Regions from separate parts of the Mus musculus genome. Here regions 1, 3, 4 and 5 are each linked to region 2. Evidence: chromatin contacts called from public HiCAR-type and promoter capture Hi-C data. All regions are on one chromosome and are shown on one strand. The core of a region is the stretch at or near the end of the contact, and the rest is flanking DNA. Distances in the headings are between cores, read along the strand shown. Region 1 holds the start of AU022252 (expressed sequence AU022252). Region 2 holds the start of Elovl1 (elongation of very long chain fatty acids (FEN1/Elo2, SUR4/Elo3, yeast)-like 1). Region 3 holds the start of Dmap1 (DNA methyltransferase 1-associated protein 1). Region 4 holds the start of Lao1 (L-amino acid oxidase 1). Region 5 holds the start of Ccdc30 (coiled-coil domain containing 30).

What was found. Promoter capture Hi-C pulls out the DNA fragments that hold promoters and counts their contacts. HiCAR-type assays count read pairs that join an accessible place to other places.
Region 1: a HiCAR-type map of astrocytes shows a contact between it and region 2, with 2.4 times the contacts expected there. The contact joins the promoter of AU022252 here to the promoter of Elovl1 in region 2. A contact is called at or near these places in 3 of 39 promoter capture datasets (the 3T3-L1 cell line, embryonic stem cells and hippocampal neurons) and 2 of 115 datasets of contacts at active chromatin or transcription factors (astrocytes and embryonic forebrain).
Region 3: a promoter capture Hi-C map of pre-B cells shows a contact between it and region 2, with 2.6 times the contacts expected there. The contact joins the promoter of Dmap1 here to the promoter of Elovl1 in region 2. A contact is called at or near these places in 2 of 39 promoter capture datasets (hippocampal neurons and pre-B cells), 2 of 115 datasets of contacts at active chromatin or transcription factors (bone marrow-derived macrophages and pancreatic cancer cells) and 1 of 9 other capture datasets (liver).
Region 4: a contact with region 2 is called in a promoter capture Hi-C map of hippocampal neurons, with 3 times the contacts expected there. The contact joins the promoter of Lao1 here to the promoter of Elovl1 in region 2. A contact is called at or near these places in 2 of 39 promoter capture datasets (embryonic stem cells and hippocampal neurons).
Region 5: a contact with region 2 is called in a promoter capture Hi-C map of second pharyngeal arch cranial neural crest. The contact joins the promoter of Ccdc30 here to the promoter of Elovl1 in region 2. A contact is called at or near these places in 5 of 39 promoter capture datasets (cranial neural crest, hematopoietic stem and progenitor cells, hippocampal neurons and 2 more), 1 of 115 datasets of contacts at active chromatin or transcription factors (bone marrow-derived macrophages) and 1 of 9 other capture datasets (liver).

The regions. Positions count from the first base shown.
Region 1 is chr4:119,230,476-119,234,154 of GRCm38.p6, reverse strand. It overlaps AU022252 (expressed sequence AU022252), which reads left to right and starts at 1,431. Exons shown (of 5, transcript NM_001012400.2): 1 at 1,431-1,572; 2 at 1,686-1,801. The coding sequence starts at 1,494. It overlaps P3h1 (prolyl 3-hydroxylase 1), which reads right to left and starts at 1,240. Exons shown (of 15, transcript NM_019783.2): 1 at 725-1,240. The coding sequence starts at 1,198.
Region 2 is chr4:118,426,263-118,430,355 of GRCm38.p6, reverse strand. It overlaps Elovl1 (elongation of very long chain fatty acids (FEN1/Elo2, SUR4/Elo3, yeast)-like 1), which reads right to left and starts at 2,263. Exons shown (of 8, transcript NM_019422.3): 1 at 2,141-2,263.
Region 3 is chr4:117,679,942-117,683,580 of GRCm38.p6, reverse strand. Dmap1 (DNA methyltransferase 1-associated protein 1) reads left to right here and starts at 1,356. Exons shown (of 11, transcript NM_023178.2): 1 at 1,356-1,367; 2 at 1,599-1,748; 3 at 2,216-2,307; 4 at 2,543-2,738. The coding sequence starts at 1,644.
Region 4 is chr4:118,960,559-118,964,347 of GRCm38.p6, reverse strand. It overlaps Lao1 (L-amino acid oxidase 1), which reads right to left and starts at 2,381. Exons shown (of 7, transcript NM_133892.4): 1 at 2,319-2,381; 2 at 524-738; 3 at 56-168. The coding sequence starts at 2,349. All of the region lies in intron 1 of Gm12865 (a long non-coding RNA gene), which reads left to right.
Region 5 is chr4:119,414,022-119,417,614 of GRCm38.p6, reverse strand. It overlaps Ccdc30 (coiled-coil domain containing 30), which reads left to right and starts at 2,094. Exons shown (of 15, transcript NM_029286.2): 1 at 2,094-2,479.

The DNA of each region.
Region 1 (3,679 bases), core at 182-2,681, 800 kb before region 2:
TTTAGGTAGAACTGAAAGGTCTGTGAAACTGTTGTAGCTATGTAGTCTGCATGAGCAGCCCACCCCCCTAACATGGGACTAATATCATTTACTCAAAGGATACTGTATGTATCAGGGCAAATGAGGCAATAAACAAACGTAAAGTGCTTTAACGGAGTCCTGGAAATATATGTTACCAGTCATCACGGGCAGACAAGGCTGGCGTTCCAAGCCCGCTTATTGACTTGGCCTTAAATCGCTGTGGCATCCCAAAAGACAGTCATTTTCTTAAAAACAAAAAACCCAAAAATACTAGCTAGAGGGTCCTCCACAGGGCGGAGCCAGGCAGCCCCTGCTGGCGACGTGGCAATCCCACGTCCTGAAAGAGCGCTGCTGTTGGATTAGGGAGCAGGGAAAGCATGATTGGAGAACGAACCGGAAGGAAGATGTTGCAGAAGCACTTGGACACTTGCAATGAAGTACTGCTGGGAGACCCTAGCGGCCGCCTCGGTTCCCTCTAGGAGGCCTTCCCAAAAGAAAAAGGTCAGGTTTTTCTTGGCTTGGGCTGTCACTACTGGCTGGACCTTTAGGGTTAGCATCTGCCCATAAGAACCGGGTGAAGCTCCCAAAGTCCGCCAAGAGCTCCCTAGCCAAGAGGTCCCTTGCCTCCCTGCCGTCTCATCCCTGCTCTGCTCCCCAAGTTCCCCAGGTCGCTCCCGGCCACCGGGCTCCGGACCAGTCGCACCTTGAAATAGGCGACCTGCAGGTAGTTGTACGGGCTCCGCTTGTTGAACTCCAGGTCCAGTTCTTCACTCAGCAAGTGGGCAGAGGGCGGCCCGAGGCAGCGGCGTAGGCAGGCGGCACGGCGCAGCACGGCTCCGAAGAAGCGCAGGTCGTGCAGGGCGGCGGCGCCCGGGTCCTGGCTCAGGCTGGGGTCCGGACCGAGATCCAGGTCCGGTGCCCACGGCAGTTCGGTGGCACAGCGTGTGCGGCAGCGCAGGCGGAGGGCACGCAGGGCCGCCCGCGAGCGCAGCGCCCGCTCCATGTTCAGGACCACCCCGGGCCAGTCCCCGCGCGAGTAGGCCGCGGTCCCCTCTGCGTAAAGCAGGTCAGGGGCTGCCACGTCCCATCCCGGCTCAGACTCCGCCGCAACCCGTAAGGCGGCGGCGGCGGCGACCGCTAGCATCGCTGCCAGCAGCCTCCTTTCGCTCACCGCCATGGCCTTGCTCCTCCACTTAACGGGACTGCTCGCCTGGGGCACATTCCAGAGTCCCGCCCCCCACAGAAGCCACGCCCAGAGACGAGCCACGCCCCAAGTCCAGAAGCTCGTGGCAAGGAAACTTGTACCGCCTCTTGCTTTCAACCAATCCAAACACTTACTCTTCGTGAGGCTCCGCCTCTAATCTCATGCGCACAGCTCAATGGACTGAGAACGAGAAAACCCCGCCCACAAGCTGTTGTGCGCCTGCGCTTTAGACTGAGCTCCCTGCGGGTGGTGGGACCGAGGTGCTGTTATGGCGGACCCCGGGGTTCCCGGCCGGTACGAAAGTGGTACGGGAAATCTGGGGGTGAAGGAGGCGGCGGGTCCTGGAGGTAGGTGGGACTGAGTTGCCTGGGTAGGAGGTCGCAGCCGGGTGGCTCTTTCCTGCTGGCTCACGGAAGGCTGAGGGTTTCAACTTACGCCTGTGTTCGGGTGTGTATCGCAGGAGCCCTGGTGGAGCTCACCCCGACCCCCGGCGGCCTGGCTCTGGTGAGCCCCTACCACACCCACCGGGTCGGGGACCCCTTAGACCTCGTGGCGCTCGCCGAGCAGGTGCAGAAGGTGAGGAATAGCCATCTCCGTACTTTACCCTGCCTCTTTGGGCTCGGGACAGCCTGTGAACTCGGCAGTACTGAAGTTACCATTCCATTTCACACGAAGAGGATCACTCTATCCCAATTCCTCTGTTGTTGTTTGTTTTGAGACAGGGCCTTTCTACATAACTCTGGCTGTCATGGAACTCTCTATATTATAGACTAGGCTGGCCTCGAACTGACAGATCCACCTTCCTCCCCCACCCTCCAACCCCAAAACCCTATGCTGGGATTAAATGTATGGCTTCTATACCAAATTCTTAAATAGTCACATTTTATTCTGCTTCCCATAAGGTCTTTATCTGTTACCCAGGAGCTTGTGGAACTTAAATATATGCTCTTTCTTTCCTTTTTAAAAAAACAAAACAAAATAAAACAAAAACTGCTGGGGTTGTAGTTTACTGTTGCCTAGCCCTGAATTTGATTCTTAGCACTACCAAAAACAGCATGCAAAAAGGCACAGGGTAAAATTCCTATTGAAAAAAAGACCACACACAATAAAACTGGAGGTAGTTTCATTTGCTGTATAGCCCAGGTTGGCTTTGAATTCAGCCTCCCAAAGGCTGGGTATTACAAGGGTCGCTGTCACACATGGTGAATTTCAGTGGATACAGTCAGTATTACTATGTCCAGAGCTTAGGCGTCGGTTTCCATAATAGGTAAAATAAAGAAGATATGCAAAATAATGGAAAAGACCGTAGAAGTTTTGACAGATTGGTTTTGATTGTTTCTCTCTGGAGCTCTGGATCTGTAAAATGAGATCTTTGAGGTGGAGAGGCTCATAGGGCTAAGTGGGACTCCAGTTTCCTTCTCTTAGCAAGACTTCCCCTGAAGACTCTTTTACAGTGTCGGAGCCTGGCTGCTTTAAAAGCTTCTAGTGTTCTCTTTCTCTTGTATAAACTAGCTTATTTGGCAGTTATCGTGTTCAAGAGTTTGTTTTGATCAAGAAAATTAATGATTGACATGCCAAAAATCCCTCACACAAAAAATGTCTGTTGTAGTATTTAAGAAAAATTCAAATGTTTAGAAAAACCTTTTTAATTAAAACTTTACTTTTTTTTTTTTTTTAAGAGAGGTGGGCTCAAAAACAGGCTTAGAAGACTATCACGTGTTTGTTTAATCAGGCTGCTATTGGAGGGAGGTAGCTAGGGACAAAATCTTGGGCAATCAACACTTTGAGTTTCAGAGTGACGGTAGTGGACTCAGCCACAGAGAGAACACAGCTTTTTTTTTTTTTTTTTAAGATTTATTTATTTTATATATGTGAGTACACTGCCGTTCTCGCCAGAGACACCAGGAGAAGTCATTGGATCCTGTTATAGATGGTTATGAGCCACCATGTGGTTGCTGGGAATTAAACTCAGGACCTCTGGAAGAGCAGTCAGTGCTCTGAACTGCTGAGCAATCTCTCCAGCCCAGCTTTAGTCTTTTATACTGGTGACATATAAAGGATATATTATTCTGTTGCCTCCAGTTCTCCAGAATAATCCATCTTTGAGAAGCTGAAGAAGAAAATACTTTAAAAACAAATTGAGAGCTGGGGAAATGGTCCAGTGGTTAAGAGCACTCACTGCTCTTGTTGATGACCCAGGTTTAGGTACCAGAACTCACATTGAGACTCACAGCTGTTTGTAACTCCAGTTCCAGGGGATCAGATGCCCCTTTGGGCATTGCTTGGACACGATGCACATACACACATGCAGGCAAACACCTATATACACACAAAAACTTTGAAAACTAATGAAATCAACATATTCACCGTCTACATACTGAAATACACTTGCAGAGAGGACCGTCTCCTGACTCCCTTAATGTGCAGTCAGAAAGCTTTCAGAGGTTTGATACC
Region 2 (4,093 bases), core at 1,014-3,513:
TCCTAGCATACACAAGGCCCCAGGTCGAATCCTGGCCATGGTGAGGCCATGGTGAGCAGGCGTGTACTGGGAGAAGAGACAGTCTGGAACATCGGCTGCCGAAGCATCCGGCCTGCCTGGATGGAGCTGTCCCACCTTTCCCCTCCACTCTCTTCGAGTGTTTCCCTTCCCTGCCTTCCTCCTTCCCTCTGAGACCTGCCTTCCAGGTCTCCTGGAGCCTTTCTCCTCACAACACAGTTCATCTTCCCAGTGAACTTCCTCAACCTTTTTGGCAAGCAGTCTCATCTCTCAGCTTTGAGAGACACTCTTCTCTCCAGAGAATCTCCCCTTCAGCCACTCCTCTCATACCCCCTTCTCCCAGGTAAAGTCCCTCTGGCCCTTTTCCAAGACTCTCCTCTCGCCTCTGTCCCCTGCAGGGACTCCCACCTGCTTCTGTCCTTTCTAGTACCTGAACAAACCTAGGGTTCCACTTCTGTGGTGAACACCAGTGCCCCCGGGCTTCCCCTTTGCCTCCCAGGCTCTCACCTCCAGCCTCCTGCCTTCTTCCAGTGCTTCACCTCCAGCCTCTCTCCTCCCTTCTTCTCAGGGGCAAGTTCTGCCTCTCTCTCTCTTCCACTCCAGGAGCCTGGCTCTTTGAGACTCCTGCCCTGGCGGCTCCACCTGTCTGACTAGATCTTGTAGCAGCCCCGCCCTCCTCCCGCCCCCGCTACGTTGGGCATGGGGTGGAGGGTGGGTCCAGGCCACAGGTCAATGCCTAGAGGAGCAGGACCCACCAGAATTGAGAAAGCCAAGTGAGCCCCAGCCTCACCACCTCTGACCAGCCAGATAAGTTTGTAGGTTCTCCAGAAACTTCTGGCCAGGACGTCTGGCCAAAGCCAGAACTGCTAAAAAATCCACACCCAGCATTCTCTCCCAAACCAGCCATGAATTCTTAGTTTGTCCTACTTTAGAATGGGCATCACCCTTCCCTACCAGGGAGGGGTGAGGACACCAGTGGTATGTGAGGAGGTGGGAGAGTGGGGGAGGTCTCAGGAATCTTTCCCTCTTCTGGGAGGGAGCCTCATGGGCTAGGTCCCCTCCTCCTCAAAGTTGGAAGGAATGCCAAGGGAAAGTTTATAGGGATACAAAAATTTAGCCTAGACCCAGGAGAGCCTAGGACTTTGTCCCAGAGGACTCCGGCAATTGCCCAACAAGCGGAGTGCTCCAGCTGCTCTCCATCAATCTCCAGCCTTGGGGCTTGAGTTCTACCATCCACATCCACGCTCTCACACAGTAATATGTACCTTCATCACACCGCTCTCAACCACCCCCAGAGACATGCATACCGCGCCAGGAGCTAGCCAGCATACATCCACACACAGTCCAGGCATATCTTGTTGACCACATCACCCAAACAGGCCTCCCTACTGGACTCGGACATGCCAGGCTCCTAAACTTCACACCTGTCAGGGATTGCATTAACCGCGGGACATACAGCTGACCAGGCATGGGTACATCTTCACCCACACCTCCCTTCTGCACACACAGCTCTCTGGTGAGTGACACTCATTTCTTCCTACAGTTAGACTTTGGTTGGTGGCTTATGTTGGAGTGGGGCCTAGCACTTAGGCATGTGCTCTGACACACGTGAGCTTGCCAGTTCCTTATCTCCTCCCTCAACCACCTCCTCCAATTCACTCGCCCTTCACCACCACTTAACACCGGGAGATACACAGTGACCCAGAGGGCAAGAGGGAGTCCAGACTTCTGAGGATCTCTCCCTAAGTTTGAGGGAAACCCGGGTGCGCACCACCCCCCTCCCGCAGTGAAACAGAGCCAGTTCCCTTAAGATGGATGGAAAAGAAAAAGGGCACCGGCATGGGGCAGGAAGGGAAAAGAGAGGAGTGGGCAAAGGGTGGAAGGCCAGGAGGTGCTGAAAAAGAACTAGGTGTGAGCAAATGGGGGTCAGGGGCCAAGGTGCCGGGGAGGGATCCTGTGGGCAGGCCCAGCCCCAGTGCCTGGGACCTCCCACCCACTCGCCCCAGGAACAGCCTCGCCCACAGCCTGGGCAGGGCAGGGCAAGGCAGGCAGGGCAGGGCTAGCCTGGCCAGCCAGGCAGGGGGCGCTGGCACGTGGGGAGCCATGGAAGGTACACACTCACCAGTGGAAACCAGGCGGGCAGCAGTGAAGGGTTCAAAGGGATCAGGGCCGGAGAGAAGTCCCCAGGGCCGCCTGCCGGCCACTTCCTCATCTGCTGGGCCGACTTTCTGTCACCAGAGGGGGAGGGGGCGGGCCGGGCGGGGGGCGCCTGCTGATTGGGCGGCTGGCCGAGGCAGGAGGGGCCGTCCAGCGCCTGCCTGGCCGCCAGGGCGGGAGCAGGGGCGGGTCGCCAGATCCCGGGGCAGGAAGCACACCCAGCCCCAGCTCTCCACCCCTTCCTTCGCATCTCTCAGCCTGTCCCGCCGATGACTATGGCTTGGCCCGCACCCAGCTTCTTCTTGAGGTTCAGCCTGCATGGCCCCATTCGTGGTCCTCTGTCCAGTCCAGCATGAGGACCCACTCATCTCCTGTCTGCTTTGTGACAGTCGCGGCTTATGATTACGGGAAATTTCCAGGGTTCAACCGTTCCCTCAAGGCTTTTCCTGGAAGAGGAGGGCCAGCTGTGCCTACTAAGGGCTGATTGGGGTGGCGGGAGGCTTTAGCGGGAGGCAGCAGTCGGCCACCACCATGCTTCTCAGAGCCTATAAACTTGGATGAGTCCTAGCTTTAGGAGGCACAGAGAGGATTTCCTGGAACGGAGATGGGAGAATACAAGTGGCCCCAGGCAAGAACTGTGAATCACTGTCTAAACTGGCCTTCAAGGTAGTGAAAGGGGGTGGGGGTGGGGGTAGCAAGTGAAATTGGCTGTGGTTCAATGTAGTAGATCTTGGAGGCCAAATGAGGCTGCCTGACTTATTCTAGAAGCAGAAGAAAACAAGAATTTTGAGGCAGCTCATCTCATCTGTCAGACATTTACTGGCCATCTACAGTGAGCGAAACCACATTAAGCTCTGCTCCCCACACTAACATAACTTATAACCCAGGTACAAGGTACTAGAGAGACCAGGTGAGAGGAAAACAGCTGGTCTGAAGAGGTAACAGATGGGGTTGGGAAAGCCAGACAACGTTGCAGGGGTAGGGGTGGGGGAGGAGTTAGATGTCAATTCAGTACCACCACCCACCCACCCCAGCACCAGATAGTCCAACTATTGCATGGCATGAAATCTGTCTTTCCTATAAAGACTCAATTACAGCTTGGACAACTGGATGATGTAAGTAGGCAGAGAGTTGAGGAATTTAGAAGAGGCAGTGGCTAGGAAGGATAATAGGTTCATAATTGGTGGATTTGGTTACCTAGGCATTGATAAGAGATGAAGGCCAGAGTATAGTTTTCAGCATTCTTTAGATTACCTGTTTACCTGTTAGCACCTACTCTTGACCAAAAAAAAAAAAAAAAAAAAAAAAAAAACAACCAGCAGAGAATTTACTTCCAAACCCAGCTTCTGTATCATTGTATACTAGACCCCCATGTCCCTGAAATGTCATTCTCAAGCCATAGCCTGAACTCCAGCCATCAAATGTCAGCAGCTTTCTCTCCAGTGAACATCTGTGGTGGATCCAAAAGCTCCCAGTGGAGCGTTCGGGATGGTGTTTTGCATGTGTGATTAAGACTTGTTAGATGAATGTGCACAAATTTACATACAAACATATCCATCTATGGGGCTGCCTCTGACTCTCAAGCCTTCATCATCGTGAGATGCAGTCAGATCTCCACTCTGTAAACCACTCCTGCTTCTGACTAATGTATTTTCTGCACCTTTCCCAACTCCACGATCCTTTCAGCAGGAAAAGTTCATATTTTAGTCATATCTCTTAACTCCAATTGGACCTATTATCTGTCATGCAGTTAACCGTACATGTTTTCTGACTTGCTGTTAAAAATACATAGGACAATGGAAGGAAAGGAGAAACTAAGACCCGGAGAGAACAGTACATCTTTATATTTCTCTTGAGAGTAGTGTTTATTGAGTTAACCAATACTTACCAAGGTCCTGATGGCTTTCATGTGTATTCA
Region 3 (3,639 bases), core at 107-2,606, 750 kb after region 2:
TTAAAGCAGTTGAAATGACATACTCCCTTGTGAAAACAAGATAAGGGCTTCTAGTCATTCCTACATATTGACAACCTAAGTACATAGACATGTGGCGTGGTATGTGTGTGTATTACTATTGCTTCCATGAAACACCATGACCAAAAGCAAGTTGGGGAGGAAAGGGTTTATTTGGCTTATACTGCCACATTGCTATTTATCACCAAAGGAATTCAGGACAGGAATTCAAACAGGGTACGATCCTGGAGGCAGGAGCTGATGCAGAAGCTATGGAGAGGTATTGTTTACAGGCTTGCTTCTCCTGGCTTGCTCAGCCTTTTATAGAACCCAGGACTACTAGCTAAGGAATAACACCGCCCACAATGGGCTGGGCCATCCCCACTGACCACTCAATAAGAAGATGCCTTACAGCTGGATCTTAAAGGCAGTTTCTCAGTTAAGGTTTTCATCTATCAGATAACTCTAGTTTGTGTGTTGACAGTACAGTGTGTGTGTGTGTGTGTGTGTGTGTGTTGTACATTACACTGCCCCCCCCCCCAAAAAAAAAAGAGTCAAGATTCACAACTCATTTTAGGGGAATTGTAAATTAAATAAAGAAGTTAAGAGCCTGACCTGGTGGCACATTCCTGTAATCCCAGCACTTGAGAGGCAGGGGGATCGCTGTGAGTTAAGAGGCCACCCTGGGTGGTGGGGAAAGAAAAGGGATAGGAAGGAGGAGGCAGAGAGGGAGGGAGGGAGGGAGGGAGGAAGGGAGAGAGAGAGAGAGAGAGAGAGAGAGAGAGAGAGAGAGAGAGAGAGAGAGAGAGAGAGAGCTTCTATTTTACTCTCTTGGCAGCTGGAGAAGCTAGTTTAGCTCTGCTTTGAAAGTTTAGCACAATGGCAATGCCTGGTAATATAGAGAGGCACTGAATGAGCAGAGGCAATTACTATCATTAATCCAGTTAATTAAGAAAAAAAATAATGTTCCAGGCACTGTGCCATTGTTTTACATGGGTTATTGGTATTTCACTTAAGCAGGAGCTGTTACAATTTTCATTTTGTAAACAAATTAAGTGTTTTGAAATAGGTTTTGAGAAAATAAGTGACTTTTCAATGTCACAGAGTTCTCTTCAGGTTTTCTTTTCATTGCCCGGGACACAATGTAGAGAAATAGAAGGTAAATGTCAAAAGCAAGCCCCGCATCGCCTCGCGCGGATTCCTGGGAGCACAGCAGGAATTCCAGGCGAGCGACTCAGCCTGCCCGGTAGCTTGCACACTGGGTTGCTAGCCGGCTCCTGTTTGTCTAAGCACCGACCGGAAGTGTTTCTAAGGGTTGCGTTTCTACGACGCACAGCCGGAAGTTCCTATCCGTGGGTCTTCAGAGAGAGGTAATTTGAGGAGTGGGCTACAGCTGGGGGGACTCAGGTGTGGCTCCCCGGGGATGGCGAGGCAGGGAGGACAGTGTGACCGTAAGGGACACCTGCGCGGGGAGGCGGAGAACGAGGCAGCACCCAAACCTGGTGTGGACCATTCTGGCGCTGGCCTCTTCACCCTGCCCCCACTTGGAGCGGGAGTTGCAGGGACACCGCCCCCTTAACGGTAGCACAGTCTTTCTGCAGGTACCGACCCTTGACGTCGGGGTACTACCTCATCCCTCGGGCGTGATGGCTACGGGCGCAGATGTACGAGACATTCTAGAACTCGGGGGTCCAGAGGGAGATGCCGCCTCTGGGACCATCAGCAAAAAGGATATTATCAACCCGGACAAGGTAGCAGGGGCATTTGAGCGGGCTGAAGTGTGGGTGAAGGTGTTGGCGAAGGGATGGGAAGGGGTGTTACCAGAAGAGAGATGGTGGAAGTGATAATAAAAGGAGAGCTACAATGGAACAAGAGCATGCCACCCTTAATGTAACGAAGAGGGGACACTGGGAGGTGGGGACCAAGAGAGCGGGGAAACCGCCAACGGACGAGAGGACCGAGGGAACCTGACACTTGTAAGTTGTTGGGAAGAGAGAGCAAGACATTGTGACAGTCTTGAGGTGAGGGAAGGACTTTCTTCCCTGATAACTCAGACGCGAGCGGGGAGAGGAAACCTGTGCAGACGGTGTAGAGACGCTCCCATGAGTGGGTTCCCGGGACTTTAGTTCAGCATTTGTTTGTTCAGGTTGGGCTGGGTAAAAACTTCAAGGAAGGGTGGGTCTGGGCCATCATTTTTTCCCTGTGGTTTTCTTCCCAGAAAAAGTCCAAGAAGTCCTCAGAGACGCTGACCTTCAAGAGGCCTGAGGGCATGCATCGGGAGGTCTATGCTTTGCTTTACTCTGACAAAAAGCAAGTATTGGAATCCCAAGTCCTCCGTGTTTCCCCTAGCTCACCAGGCATAGCCCTATGTCCCTATTTTCTCTTCTACTTTCCCCCACGCCAGTATCCCCAACTAGGGCTCCTCCTGCAGGACAGCTCAGTGTCTTGCTCCAGGACATGACTTCCTTATTCTGGGGTAGACTGAGCTTCATGGCTTTAGAGGTTCTTCACACACCTGCTTCTAACCTTTCACCTCCACTGCCAGGGATGCACCCCCACTGCTGCCCAGTGACACTGGTCAGGGGTATCGGACAGTGAAGGCGAAACTGGGGTCCAAGAAGGTTCGCCCTTGGAAATGGATGCCTTTTACTAACCCAGCTCGAAAGGACGGCGCTATGTTTTTCCACTGGCGACGAGCGGCGGAGGAGGGCAAGGACTACCCTTTTGCCAGGTTCAATAAGGTGAGCTGCTAACAGAGCAAAGCTGAGCCACTTGCTGAGTTCTCCAGTCTCCCAGGGCTGGCTCCAGATGTGCTCAGTCCCAGCCTCAGTTACCCACTCGGTTCTAGGTCAAGTGCTGCTTGTGGGTTTCTTCTGCCTGTTGCATTCCGCCCTTTTCTGGATCTCCTGTGGGTTTTAGTGGCTTCCCTTGGCCCTTCAAGTACTGCTGCTCCTCACAACTGCATCCTAGGTGCAGCTTCCTGCTTCTCCATGCTTCTTCATTGTTCTTCTTTAGCTCTGTTACTTCAGCAGCTAATGGCCTCACCCCAGAAGATCTCATTTACTAATACTCCTTTCTGAATGTCCCATTTGGTTTGTGTCACCATTTGTATGGCACATGCCAGCAGACCAGAGGACACTTGAGAGCTGGGCCCCAGAGATCAAACTTAGGTTTGAGCCACCTTGTCAAAACTAAGAGTGGTCAGGGAGGGCCTCTCTGGGAAGGTGGTATTTGTTACCAATCAAATCTCAGCCTGTGCTCTTCACCCTTTATGGCTAAGCACCCTAAACCAAGACCAGTTAGTTTTTTGGTCTAGATTGTAGAGCCTTACCTAAAGCAGGGCCTTTTCCAGTCTCATCCAGCCATTGAGAGGAAAAGCTAGAGTAGGCTAGGATTGTATAACCTGTGGCTAAGGAACAGTGTGGCTCAGAACAGTCTAGAATTAAGACCTTAAAACACCAGGAGTTCAAACTCAGATTTTTCTCAGTCTGACGTATCTTGTGCCTGGACGCCCTCTCTTTGATGGCTTCTCAGACTGAGCATTGTCCAGTGTGGCTCTATCACATTCATTCCAAACCAGCGTGTCCTCCATCCCAGTATCGTTCTTAGGACTCTAGGGGCCAACTGATGGAGAAGCTAGAC
Region 4 (3,789 bases), core at 1,132-3,631, 530 kb before region 2:
CCCCCAACCCCCAACTTCCATATTCCTTTTGCTCCTTCTCTTGCCCAGGACTTACTTGTGGCTTTCTGGGATTCGCATTGGTCCAAGTTCTAAGTACCAGCCTTCTTCCTTGTTTCTGAGTGTGACCACCCTACCTCCGATGTGGTTGCTGGCCTCCAAGATGGTTACCTGGAGATCAGAAGAGCTGCTGTCATTCTTAGGGATGGCTGTCCTTTCTCCTCACCCAATTTCCTACCTCCAAAGAGCCATAGGCTCTGGCTGGAGGCCCTGAACATACAAGGTAACCTCCCTGGGGCTGTTTGCTCCAGAGGGCCCTGAGTGATTTGAAGCTTTCGCCTGGTAGCCTAGGTCTTCTCATTTGTCTCCATAAGAACATGAATGGTGGTTAGCAATGGTTAGGGTCCAGGGAGTTGGTGGAGACAAGCCGGTACACTCAATTGTGCATTGTCAGGCTAGTCACTTGTTTTCCACCCAAGGAGGCAAATGGGAGGCTGATGATCAAGGCTTCTCAAGACCTTCTTACCTCGTGACCAGCATCCTGTAGGGTCTTAGCTGCCACTAGGCCTGCCATGCCAGCTCCCACTACCACCACACGCTTAGACAGTGGGGAGGTATGGAGCCCATTCTGGGCTATGAGAAGGAAGGCCTCATAATCGGGATCCTGGAAACACTTGACAAGGTTCTCATAGAGGGCAAGACAGCTGGAGACGCAGAGCAGGATCCCCCAAACAAGGATTCCTGCAGGCAGAGAAAGCAAAAGGGTGGTCTTCCCTGAGCCAAGGCTCTGGGTCCGGTTTACCCAGGCTGTGGGAGCCAGTGCAGGGCAGTCAGATGAGGACCTCGTCTGGCAAGTGTGTGGTTGTAGATATGAATATTTGGTATTACACGTGAATGAAGGCGATTGTGTTGTGCAGGGTATGGGTATACTGTGAACTGCAGTGTTATTTATGTGATTAATGTGTGATTTGTGAACATGGCTTGCACCCTGGAAGCTCGTGGGCGAGAGAGGTTGATATGTGAGTGTACATACTTTTTTTTTTTTTTTTTTTTTTTCCTGATGGAGAGTGTGCCTGTGTGCTCATCAGTGACTGTAAAGGATTGGGGCTGTATAGACCTGTCAGTTAGTGTGTGGGAGTGTGACCGCAGTTTGCATTTACTTCGTATGACTGCACAGTCCGAGACTGTGTGTGAGGGATGCGTCTGTGGAACGGCATGGACGCCTGGGTGTGACTGAGTCTGTATGGGAAGGTGAGGTGGATGGAGAGCTGGATTTAGTGTGAGGAGGACGGGATAGGTTCCTCTGCTCGAGTCTGAGGGAGAAATGTGGGTGCTTGTGTAGGTTCTGTGAGTGTGTCTGGAAAGTGAAGCTGTGTGGGGAAGAGAGTTGGAGAGCAATGATGAGGGAGAGGGAGGGTGTGTCTACTGGTGAAAAGGTTCCCTTCTCCTAGCAGGAGTGAGGAGTGACCTGTGGGAAACAGGCAGTCCTTAAAGTTTTTTCTTTTCTTCCAGCCTCATCTATGGTTTCTCAAAGTTCCCTTCTCAAAGTATCGCACACGATATCAAGATTAGAACTCATCACTCTGACAGTTAGTGACAACCATATAACATGTCTTGAGTGGCTTGATTTTCTTGCTCACAGCTGGCCTTGTCTGACAGGAAGGGATATTTGGTTCCCTCGGTGTCCCCTGCTCTTAAGTGGTCCAGGCGAGGACTGTACACCCTGAGCACCATGTAGAAGCTGAGCTTTCGGCTGGTAAGAACCCCCTTAGTGTCTTTGTAGCATAGAGGCCACTGAAACTCCTTGAAGGACTAGGACTTTTAGGGACCACAGGCTGAGGAGGCACAGTAGTCCTGTCCTAGTGCCAAGACAGCTTTCCATTGGGGACAACTCATTAGAAAAGAGGAGAGACATTACCAAGCCCAAGGGAGGGGGTCACTAAGTCTCAGCTCCCCCCTTCCTTCACCCCACTCTGCCTCGACCTTCTTATCCAGACCTTACAGTTCCCCCTGAGCTGTCAACCAGCATTTGTTTCTTGGCCCCTCTGCTCTTGCCTTTGAACGGATCCAACCCCTGACCCCTCCTCCAGATCCATCTCCACGGAACTCGTTTTCAACATCCTGAGCCATCCCCAGGTAAAGCTGAATTCCTGCCTCAGTTCTAACTCTCTTTACTCTGATTTGGTCTTCAGCTGAGACATCCTCAGACCTACACCCAACCCACTGACCCATGTCCCTTTCCGACCCAACACCTATGCCTGTTTCAGTATCTAGCCCTTCCTTGCTCAGTCTCTTCCAGACCTGGAGGAGGACCCACTTACCACTCTTCTTGGCCATGGTCCTGAAACTCATGCGGAACTCTGAGCCTCTCCTCTTCTCTTTATGAAGAAGCAGCACCTCTCTGGCAATATTTGGCTCTTATCCCACCAATCGGTCTCTGGCCCTATTGACTCAGCCAAGCAAGGTGGCCCTGAACCAAGGCCTGACCCGTCAGGTGGGATGACAGTAATAACTGACCTCACCTTCCCCTCACTTTCAATCCACTTTCCCCCTGACAGTCTCTTCTAGAAAAGCCCCTCTCCCAGCTCTCCTGTTGCTAAGGAGCAAGAGGGGAATGGCAGTAGGTGGGCCATTGTGAACTTGCTGTAATCACTCTGGGAAGGGATGAGGGTTGGGCGGGACATCTGGTCTCTGAACTTCCAGCACAAGCCAGAGCTCCTGACTGCCCACAATACAGAATGCCTGCTTCCCCCTGGCTGGTGCACCATGCTACTTTATTTCCATGTCTGTTTGGGATAGGGATCTGGTCAGGAGTTCCTGTACAATAATCATGCCTCATTGTCCCTCTCCCTCGAAGGCTCCCAGGTAGGCAGAGGTCTCTAGCCTGGCCCATTTCCAGCACAGAGCATTTTGTGCTGCTTCCTCTGGGACCTCCAGGGCTTCCTTTAGACACAGTGTACTTCCCTGGCAGTGTACTTCCTTCCCTTAAGGAATGGAGCCAGGTAACTGTTCTGCCAAGACTAGCTTTTGTTCACAGGCTGGCTGGCAAGCCAAATGAACAGAAAGTCTGCACCCAACCCGCAGTGTGGGAGCTGGTGGGGAGGAAAGGAGTAGGGGAAGGTAGGGCCCAGAACTAGGATTCTGGCACCAGGTGGTATGGGGGAAGGGTAGTAGCCACAGAGCTGATAGAACTGGCTTGAGTCCTGCTTTGTCCTGGAAGACTTGTGTGTCTTGGGATACAGAATTGAACCTTTTGTTTTTATTAATTAATTAATTTATTGTATATGAGTACACTGTAGCTATCTCAAACACACCAGAAGAGGGCATCAGATCCCATTACAGATGGTTGTGAGTCACCATGTGGTTGCTGGGAATTGAACTCAGGACCTCTGGCAGAGCAGTCAGTGCTCTTAACCACTGAGCCATCTCTTCAGTCCCAGAATCGATACCTTTTGAACTTGGGTTTTCTTTTTTTTCTTTTTGGACTATGACATTTTCTACTTTTTATTGAAGAGAAGAAATGAGACTAGAAACAATATCACCTTCCTCTCCCTTCCCCCCACACATGAAGTATACATCCCAGGATCCCTGTTAGATGTCTAAAAAAGCAGATAGTACCACATTCTAAAATGTATTTTTTGATGAAGTTTAATTTATGAATTAGGCACAGTAAGAAACTAACAAGATGAGGCAGGAGAGATGGCTCAGTGGTTAAGAGCTCTTGTTGTTCTTCCAGAGGCCCTGAAATTACCTAGCAATTACATGGTGGCTCACAACCATCTATAATGTGAT
Region 5 (3,593 bases), core at 845-3,344, 990 kb before region 2:
GGTACCCTGACAGTACAGAGTTTCAGTTATGACATAAACAGAAGTGGCAAGCAAGATAAGTAGAAACAATGAAGTTTGGAATTGTGGCCTCCAGCACAAGACGGTTTATTGCTGCAGCCAGGAGTGAAACCATCTCTTGGAGCACACAGTTGTCATGAACTTTAGGTCTAGTTGGCAAAACTTCCAGAAAACAACAGGCTTCGCCACTGGAACAGTGCTGTAAAAGATGACTTTCCTCTCTACAGGCACAGCCTTGGGTGCTGACTCATCTGCTAGAACTAGGTGATTTTGATGATAATATTCATGAGAGCCCACTTAAGATCGTTTTATTAAAGCCCCAAACAATCTCTAACTTGTCTTATGGACTCACCAGAGACTTCTCCCTTCGGTTTATGGTCTGTTCTGAGAGCTTCAAAACACCCAGGTAGGAGTTCCAGGTGTGTGTGTGTTTGTGTGTTAGCAGGAGGAAATACTTGCAAAGGGAAACGAGGCGTTTATTTGCTCCAGCTCGGAGGACCAAGGAGCCTTACCTAAGGAGGTGATAATGAAACTGATCAGTGGGAGTGGGTGGAAATGGAGGTGAGCATTTTAGATCAGAGAGGGGAAACACTTTCAAGGCCAAGGAAGAAAACAGAAAATAGGGGACACTGTTGAGGTGATGGTCCCCCACATGATCCAGAAGGAAGGGCTGGCAGCTAGAATAAGATCAAGAAATGTAGGTGGCGTTTTAGATACCAGAAAAGCAGAAGCCTCCAGAAATCCAGCTTTGACAACGCACCTGGAGTCTCGAAAAAAGAACATCTGAAGATTTAAGTTGAGCCTGTGCTAAACTGTATCACTAAAGTACTTTGGGGCTGGAAGAAGACATGGCTACTGAACCAAGACTCATTCCCAGCACCCACGAGGCTCCCAAGGACTGTATCTAGTTCCAGGAGATCTGGTATCCTCTTTTGGCTTCCTTGGGCTCTAGCTGTGATGTACATTAACTTATCAATGTAAACCTACATGCACATAAATCTTTTTTTAAAAAAAATATTTATCTTGCATTCTATAAGAAGCCAAACAGAATTGTCAATTAGCTTAGTTAGGCTTTCTTAAGGGTTCTAGCCTTCGTGGTAATTCTGGTCAAGCTTGATTTAAATGATCTTAAGTGGGCTCTCATGAATATTATCATAAAGGTCACCTAGTTCTAGCAGATGAGTCAGCACCCAAGGCTGTGGCTGTAGAGAGGAAAGTCATCTTTTACAGCACTGTACCAATGGCGAAGCCTGTTGTTTTCTGGAAGTTTTGCCAACTAGACCTAAAGTTCATGTCAACTGTGTGCTCCAAGAGAGGTGGTAATTCATGTCACAAAAGTCCAGAAGTGTGGAAATTTACCTTAGGTACTCCAGGTGTGATGACAAATTCTGGCCCTAAATTGAGACCTGATATGCACAGTATCTTGCCTTTTTTCTTTTCTCTTTTCTATTCTCCTCCTCCTCCTCCTCCTCCTCCTCCTCCTCCCCCCCCCCTCCTCCTCTTTCTTCTTCTCCTTCTCCTTCTCCTTCCTTCTCCTTCTCCTTCCTTCTCCTTCTCCTTCTCTTCTCCTCCTTCTCCTTCTCCTTCTCCTTCTCCTTCTTCTTCTTCTTCTTCTCTCTCTCTCTCTCTCTCTCTCTCTCTCTCTCTGTCCTCTCTTTTCTTTTTCTTTTTTAAAGGCAAGGTTCCATTCTATAGCCTAGGCGGCACCGACTGGAATCTACTGTATAACACTAGCTGGTTCCAAACTCAATTCTACCTCACTCTCATGTGCGTGGACTCTCACATCCAAGTTTTGAAGTCACTTACAGAAAAACAAATATAAGGAGATAGGTTGAACTTGGAGGGAAACAATTCGAGAATTAGAACCCTATGTTTACTCGCAGTCTGAGAATTATATAGACGCTGTACACTGTTGTTATGGTTACTGCGGTCTCCGGAGCCAATGGGGTAGTCTGTAGTTCCTGGAGGCCAATGGTGTGCGCTGTAACAACAGTCTTCACAGGAAGAACGGCCCGGGCCACCCAAAGCGTGCATGGTCTCCATGGCTCCCGCCGGGTCGCGCCTGCGCGTCCCCCGCTGAGTGGGGTTGCCATGACAGCGGCTGGGCGGCTGGAGCTGAGAGTCCCCTGCTCCTTCTGCGCGCTGGCAGGAAAATCCCACCTCAGCCCGGGGACGGACCTGCTCTTCCCGTGGTGCACATTCCAGATCTCTTCGGATCGCCGGTGAGCTCCTTCGCGCGGTGCTGGCCGGCTTCGGCGTGCTCGGCCCGGTAACGGTTGGCTCAGGAGAAGTGTGCTCTTGACCGTCCCCGAAGGTCCCAGCCACAAAGGCCCCAGAGACACCGTTGTGCCCTGCGCGCGGCCCGAGCGAAAGGACTGTGGGACTAGCTTCGTCACACGCAACCTTGCATCCGGATGAAGCTCTGCAGGCCTTTGGGGATACCAGCATCCGAGATCATCAAGTCAGTTGCCTTCTGCCTTTCAGCCTTCAACTCCATCCACTTCTCTCACCATCCGAGCACCCGGCTCCTTTATCCTGTTTACCCCACAACCATCTCACCCTTCCCCGTCCACGCTGTGCATTGTAATGTCTTCACCATTCTGTCACCTGTAGACCACCTCCTTCTGCTTCCCTACAGGAAGGCTTTGCATGGCTGCACATTTCTCATCCTCCAGCCCAGCAGTCCCCGTAAAGAGTTTCCATTTCTCTGCACTGTTGCAAATTCTCTGTCTTGGGTGAACTTGAGATGGGTGAAGTAAATGATGCAAATGCATACATGAGACGGTTGCAAACCTATTGTATTTCGAAAATAGAAAAGAATTAAAAGAAAAGAATCAGTTTTGAACTTCTTGACAGCGGTATACACATATGCCATATGTGAAAGTTTAAGTTCCGTTCCTTGTTAGGTACTATGTTAGACACAAATTTAAGCAATATGTTCGTACTTGTAAAAATGGCGTTCAAAAATGACCGCATAGCAGAATTTTGACTTTTAGGCCAAAGTACATCAAACACCCGGGGATTGTGCGATTTGCCAGACTGGAGATACTTGAAACTGTTCCCGTGCCCCCCCCCCTCTTTTTTTTTTCCTTTCAGTTTCTAAATTAGAAAACACTTTTGGTGAAGGGAATCAATCAAGAGCAACTTATCATATTTTTGGAAAAGGAGAAAGCCCAGTGGCCTTTTTTAAAAAAGAAAAAAAAAGTATATTTTATTTAGGAATTGGAACAACCTGTGAATCATATTCTTGGGTTTAAGGTTATACGTGTTTGGATTATATTTCTATAGCAGGAAGGGTACTTAGGGTGAAAAGTCACATGGGGGCTGTTCCAGTTTTGTGACCTCATATTTGTTTGTTCCTTAGCATGTCACTTATAGACCATGTGACCCAAAGCAAGTCCCTTCCTCAGAGCCAGAAAACGACCCCCCCCCCCCGTTGAAGTTAGAGGGCAGAAATGCTGTTAGTCCTCTTTCCACCTACCATTCATTATTACGTCGGCACTCCAGCTTACCACCTCACCCGTTAGATGTGAGGAGCTTAGGCGGCTTAAAACCATGTTTACCCTTGTTAAGAG